2 separate regions of the Danio rerio genome follow, and region 1 is linked to region 2. Evidence: chromatin contacts called from public Hi-C data. All regions are on one chromosome and are shown on one strand. The core of a region is the stretch at or near the end of the contact, and the rest is flanking DNA. Distances in the headings are between cores, read along the strand shown. Region 1 holds the start of rad9a (RAD9 checkpoint clamp component A). Region 2 holds the start of ran (RAN, member RAS oncogene family).

Region 1 (3,659 bases), core at 148-2,647, 260 kb before region 2:
TTTGGGTCTGCATTAGGAGAAAAAAATAAAAGTGTACAAACAAACTAAATATGTTTAAAACAATAGCTGAATTATTCATTAATTCATTTTCCTTCGGCTTAGTCCCTTTATTCATCAGGGCTCGCCATAGTGGAATGAACTTTAGTTTATAAAATTTACTTATAGCGAAGGTCTTTGGACTGTGGGGAAAACCGCAGCACCTGAAGAAAACCCATGCGAACACAGGGAGAACATGCAAACTCCACACAGAAATGCCAACTGGCCCAGCCGGGACTCAAACCAGCAACCTTTTTGCTGTAAGGGGACAGTGCTAACCACTGAGCCACCATGCCGCCTCATAAATAGTTGAATTAACAGAAATAAAATGTAAGATTAAAATAAATAATGAAAAATTAACAATTGAAACAAATTTAATTTAAATAATCTAATAATTATAAAGCAAATAGTACAAAACATCATTCTACATTTTCAGTTAAAACAAACATATAATTGCAGATTGATATTAACAATAAATATTAAAATAAGTAAATAAATAATTATGTAAATAAATAAAAAAGAGCAAAAAGTAGAATGTCTTTATAAAGCTAACAGAAACTAAATTTAGCCATATAATGGGGTATATGCACACAGACTTTTAATTTCAGTCTGCCAGCCCCAGGGCTTCAGGTTTATTGTCATCTTATACAAAATCGTTGAGTTTAAGATCTGAGCTCTTAAAAAAAAACAGCGATCTTCACTGCCTGGCTGAGACACGATATAAAGTATCAGACCAAACAAGAAGCATTAAACTATATTTTTCCACGCCATGTCTTTAAAATATGGCAGTTTATTTTACCCCAGTATTTTCAATGGAGTTTCAGAGCTAGCCTGTGGCTAATGACGGCATCTACGTTTAAATGGTCTTTCTTCTCTTTTTATGCTTTAACAACGAAATGGATTTCTAAGTCTATTTAACTGATTATATTTGAATTACATTATAACATCAATGCTGTTAAAGGAACCTCATAAAACTGAAAATAGTTACATTAAGCTTTAACCAGAAGTTTATAATTGTCAGAAAGACACTAGCTGTGCATATAGCCCATTGATATGTATTTTTATATCACATGAGGATGATGTTTTAAAACAATCTTGCATCTAAAGAAAAAAGGAAACCCCTGAACTGAAGGTATTTAGTTTTACTTTACACCCATAACGAACTGAATGCTCATAAATTGTTTTCAAACAGCTTTTCATGTTTTAAACTTATGAGAATAACTAATTTAAAATCAACGAACCTAAAGCTGACCCTGTAAAACCTGTTTTCCTATGCTTTTTCTTTCACATGGTGGGAGGCCTCTGTCTCTGTATGTGGACGCTTTGTTATGACGTAAACGCTGTGTGTCTGAGACCTCGCGCTGATTGGGTGGAGCAGAAAATACGCGCCATATGTCTGATTCGAAGTAAACAGTGTCGCACAACTGCCGATTTCTTGAATTATTTTCTTATAATAAGTTTATCGTCTTAATTATGCGTCTTTTTTATTCGATAAAAGATAACAGCTCTTAAACCTGTCTTTACGATCAATTCACCGCATTATAAGCGCCGCTGGTGTCATGTGGCCGGTTACCTGATTCATTACTATCAACAGATCGAGCTAGTGGATAGTTCATGCTTTACTTTGTTTAAAAATAGTATTATTGACAAAATATCATGGATTGTGTTGCAACTGGAGCAAACGTGAAAGGTAATGAAACTCATGTTATTTAGTGAAAGCTCACCCGGGACGCAAAGCGTTGTGTGATAAATAAGTTAAATCTAAACATGTGACGCAACATAACTTCTACAGATTGAAGTAAAGTTGGTTTTATATTCTCACATTCAAACTTTCCTATTCTGTGCAAATTCTACATAAGGGAATCATAATAGCAGCCAATGACTACCAAAGCACAAAGCAGCATTATTCAAGTCAAATAAATAGTGCTGATGTTGTTTTGAAGTCATACTTTCATGTGATTTCAGACCCAATGTTCAAAGTACTGTGATAAACAATATAGGGAGCTTTTCACAAGTTGACACTGAACGAAAGTGCTAATAATATAAAACCAACTTTACTTCAGCCGTATCCAGCTCTTAAAAGATGCTTTTATGAATAGACCAAGAAAACTGATTCACATTTGTTGTAGTTTTAGCAAAAGCCATACATTCCCTGTCGAGAATTGGAGAGGAGCTGTATTTGGAGCCTGTGGATGATGGGGTAACATCATTAATGTTTCAGTTGTGTTTTTATTTAGCCAGATGTGAGATGGTATCTTAAAGAACTCTGTATCTTGTGTTTTTAGCTGGCCCTGCGGTCGGTCAACTCTTCCCGCTCAGCCTTTGCCAGTTTCCAGTTGTCTCCTCTCTTCTTCCAGAGATACCAGGCTCCAACAGACCAGAGCTTTCGCTGCAAAATGCCCATCAAAGTAACATCTCCTGCGTCTATGCATTTCAGGCACTTTATGGTTTGGTTAAAGGGTTAGTTCCCCCAAATCAAATCTTTACTCACCCTGTGTTTCTTCTTCTGTTGAAAAAAAAAGTTATATTAAAAAAATGTTGGAAACTGGTAAAGATTGACTTCTCTAGTGTTTGTTTTTTCCTACTATGGAAGTCACTGGTTTCTAACATTCTTCAAAAAATTTTTTTTGTGTTCAACAAGAAAAAGAAACTCGTGAAGATTTAGATCCACATGAAGGCGAGTAAATAATTGCTTTGGGGGCCAAACCATCTCTTTAAATACCTGTTATTTAATCACTTATTTAATAGAATTTTAATGTGTATCAATAACGCCCACTCATTTACATATACTCCTGTTAGCACATTTAAAAATATATATTTTTCTTGTCCTCTTCAGAGTGTTCAGGCCGTGTTCAAGTCACTGTCATCTTTGGAGCGATCTGTAGAAAAATGCCGTATACAGTTGAACAGTGAGAAGAGTCGGTTGACTATTACTCTGCACTGTAAACACGGTAAAAACATACATCTGAAAACTTTTTTTACAAGGATTATTTGTGTACTTTTGCACAACTCAATATATAAAGTTTCATGTAGAAGAATGTCTGGGTTTCTGCAGGTTTCATAAAGTTAAATTTAGATGTTTTAAAAGTATTATGAATGCATGCCAGACAGATATTGTGCTAAACAGCAAGATTTTTTTCTAGATTTCTAGATTTTTACTTGCCCCATCAAAAAAAATGCTAATTTAATAAATTTTTAGTGATATTTTTAAAACAATTTGTCATAACAAGCCAAGTCTAGTTGCATATATACACATTTTGTTCAACATAACTTTTCTTTTTTTTTTTTAATTGACAAGTTTTAAAAACATTCACAACAGTTTGTCCAGTTCAGTGTTCCTACCAGGTAGCTCTAAACAAAGCTTTTAACAAATGTTATTGTAAGGAAGATAATAATTAAACCATATTGGGAAACAGAGGTAACAAATTAAACTTGTGTTAAAGGTGTTTTGAGAGCTTTATTGTTGGTTATTGAATAAATGTCTGCCTGACTGGGTAGCATTACATGGAAATAGGAAAATTAAGACCTGTTTAAAATGATTTAAGACCTACAACCCAATATTTCAGTGAATGCAAAACCTTTTAGGGCCTAAAATGAATTTACGAATTTTTTATTCCAGGGTG
Region 2 (3,588 bases), core at 274-2,773:
TTTTAAAATTTAATATACAGCCACTACTATCAATAAAGCTTCATTTTATGTCATATTACATCTACATTTCAACAGGGCAAATTAATTTTAAAGGAAATCAATCCTGGGTTTAGGAATCAATAGAAAACACTAGAATGCAAGTATGAGGCAAGAAAAACTATCGGGCAGTTTGTGGAGGTTAAAAACTATGAGAAACATCTAATTTAAAACTATACCATTAGGAATAATGGCAATAACTACAATAGCAATGGTAATTTGTGTCAACAAAAGTTTCAATATTATCCAACTATAATAATATTGCTAAAGGGTCAAAATTAGAAGATTCTGCCCTGGTAAGTCTTGACAATATTAAATTATATAAAGCAATGTTGTACAGATTGTTGTAATAGACTATAATACAGAAACTAAAATAACAAAATATAAAACAAACTGGTTAAAGACAATTACACAAATTTAACATCATTTACTAAATAACTACAGTTTATTAGTAATAATAAACAATTATATGTAGTATAGTATGTAGTAAAAAATATCCTTAAATTCAGCATCAAGTGGGTTCTCGCGCTTCAATGCACTCGTTATCAGCAAGGAGTCTGCGAATTCACTAACGTTACGAAACAGTTTAGAAACTTAATGTGATGAACATGTAAACACTCAAACTGGGGCTTTAATTTGTTACCACAGACTGTCGTGCCTTTAAAGTGAAAGTGTAAGTTACCTTAAACTGAACTTGTGGCTCGTTCTCCGCCATCGCTGTACTGTGAGTGTGTGTTGGTCTTTGTGCTGCAGTCACTCTGCGGGAGAGATGGCGGGACGGTTAGTCACATCACACAAAGGCCGCACCAATTCCAAATAAAGGCCACGGGACCACAAGATTACTCAAATAAACCTTTTCGAGCCAATATTAAAAACAAAACCGCTTTTAGAACTTAAAACAAACAAATGTAATGCTCATTGAACAACACGCAGATCTAAATAAGGGGATGCGCGCGAACACACGAGGCCGCTGCCGCTGAAGCCTAAACTTCACAATACAGCGGCCGCCCGAAGGCCTCAAACAGGCCGTCAACATGAAAATCAACAAATAGCGAATTTAGTAGTTTTTAGAAATCCAGAAATTAGTTTAGTTGACAGAACTTAAAACGAAGTAAGTGTTGTTTCCGCGGCTCCAAGATCGCGCGCTACCAACAACTCGGGATGGCGCTACGACAGAGATGAGCCATGATGAAACACTCAAAACTGCACATCTGCGGCCAATAAAACGATCAGACTGACTTACTAGCGCCTGGGCACTGCAGAAAAGCTTTCAGATGTGTTTAGTCGGCGCTGAAAATAAAACGTGTTAGTGAAAAGAGTGTGTGATGAGATGAACGCAGTCGTTCCGCACTCACCGGTGTTGAAGTGATCGAGGAAGAGAGCAAATGGCTGCGCCCGCGCGGGATTCAGCATGGCTCACATAAACGCTTCCGCCCCACCACGTGACCTGCTGCTGCCGCGGGACAACAGCGTCATTTAGTGGCAGAAGAGCGAACCTTTTACAGCATATCACTCAATTTTCTTCGGCTTTAGTTCTTACTTTATCATGAGTGAAGAGCGAATAGATTAAAGGCATAAGTCACCCAAAATGAAAGTTCTGTAGACATTTATTCACTCTTTACTTGTTTCAAAACTAACTAGTTTTCTTTTTTAAATAAAAACCGACATTTTTAAGAAAGCTGGAAATCTGTAACCTTTGAAAGAGATGTGTGCACAATTTCCAAGACAAAATCCTGCCCCAACCAGGCAATGAATCTTCTGCCCGCTGAATAAAACGAGAGATAAAGGTAAGGAGCAGGTTGCCCTCTCAAGTGTCACCTTTGAGGACAGAAACACTGAAGGTAAATACATACAATTGTTACATTATGAAATTCAATTTGCACGTACGTACTAAAATAGTAATACAGCATGTTTTGGTCGATGTGCCCCTCTTTAGATCAAGATTCTTTAATAGATTGTTCTCTGAGTCATGAACTTCAGAAAATTGAGCAGAACGTCCAGCTCCAATTCCATTTCCAGCAAGACATCCAGCTCCAGCAGCCCGTCCAGCTTCAATTCCAGCAGCCTGCCCTTGATGATCAGCAGGTTCAACATCTGGCTCAAGACTTCAACGGTATATTGACCTTTATATGTATTTTGTCAACAATGTTCATGCTATGTTCCAACATCATAATATGTGTTAGCTATCTACCGGTACTTAATGTTTTATAGAAGCCTTTTTTCCTAAATCGAGTTGTGGAGACATGTGAAATAACCCTAAGGAAAGTTGTTCCTAATACATATGGAAATATTCCTTTTTATATGTTCACTAATGATAACTCCAATTACTTTACTTTTTGTAGGTGACATTTTGGGCTGCTATAAAATTGTACAAAAGCTTGGTAAGGGAGGACACGGCACAGTCTTCAAAGCGATTTGCTTGATGGACGGTCTTGAGGAACTACATTTTTACTCACTACATCTTAGCTAAATGTTTCTCTCACTGCCTGTTCAGGTCCTTTTATTGTGTCACGTTACATTGAAAACGTTTAATAAATGTGACTAATTCACCAACATTACAATTGTTGTGTTTTGTTAATCAGGTGGCATTGAAGGTTGTTTTGAAGAGGAACAATATGGATTATCTCAGCATTGTAGTTCTCTTGATTTTTAGTTCAAGATATGTTAATTATAGCCAAAAAAAGAATTTTCAAACATCACTGACAACAAATTTCTATCTTCTACAGCCTGGTCATCCTACTCCCCTTTCATTAGAAGTTGCACTAACAATACTTGCTAACGAAGGATTCCTCAGATCATCCAGATGCTGGAGTGGCAGGAGCTGCCAGACTCTTACATCATGGTTTTGGAGCACCCCTTACCCTGCAAAGACCTTTTTGACTTCCTGGAGCACTATGAAGGAACCCTCAGTGAAGACGTGGCACGGTACATCATGTGGCAGGTAGTGCAGGCTGCCCACATGTGCTGTCAAAGAGGAATCCTCCATCGCGACATTAAATTAGACAACCTGCTAATCAACAAGGACACCTATGAAGTCAAGCTTATTGACTTTGGGTGCGGTGACATCCTAAAAACATCAGCCTGATTCTGTGGTATATTGTCCTTCAAGTCTGTAGTTAAGGACCTAAATTCTAACAAGCAGCTACACCATATTTTGAAAAGCATAAGCTTTCTTACTGTAACTAATAAAGAATATCTTTTTTTCCAGGAAAAGAAATGTACAGCCCTTCTGAGTATCAATCAACAGGCGGATACTACAGCAAATCTGCAACCATTTGGTCACTGAAGATCCTTTTATTTGAACTGCTGTGCAGAAAGCCTCCAGAAAACATTGACCTGGACATGACCCATGCATGGCTGTAGTCAAAATTTGGATTGTCAAATGGTGAGCTTGCCATTCACCACAGCACATTAAGCCAACTGTTAATCTAATTCACACGCTGTAATATTTCAGTACTTTTTCAAGGGTTTTGGACCATCAAATCTTATTGTTTGGATAAGGATTATCAAAGCAAATAGATTTAGGTAATGATCTTAGATAAGAACTCTCCC

What was found. A called contact is a pair of places that touch in the nucleus more often than the background predicts.
Region 1: a contact with region 2 is called in a Hi-C map of embryo, with 1.6 times the contacts expected there. The contact joins the promoter of rad9a here to the promoter of ran in region 2. A contact is called at or near these places in 1 of 18 Hi-C or Micro-C datasets (embryo) and 1 of 4 datasets of contacts at active chromatin or transcription factors (embryo).

Annotation. Positions count from the first base shown.
Region 1 is chr14:26,242,474-26,246,132 of GRCz12tu, reverse strand. rad9a (RAD9 checkpoint clamp component A) reads left to right here and starts at 1,397. Exons shown (of 11, transcript NM_200207.2): 1 at 1,397-1,726; 2 at 2,166-2,236; 3 at 2,322-2,444; 4 at 2,873-2,987. The coding sequence starts at 1,693. It also overlaps a transcript of zgc:113229 not described here.
Region 2 is chr14:25,978,389-25,981,976 of GRCz12tu, reverse strand. It overlaps ran (RAN, member RAS oncogene family), which reads right to left and starts at 1,523. Exons shown (of 7, transcript NM_131309.3): 1 at 1,392-1,523; 2 at 719-794. The coding sequence starts at 751. LOC103908747 (a long non-coding RNA gene) reads left to right here and starts at 781. Exons shown (of 5, transcript XR_012389727.1): 1 at 781-1,877; 2 at 1,973-2,149; 3 at 2,379-2,669; 4 at 2,763-3,128; 5 at 3,245-3,458.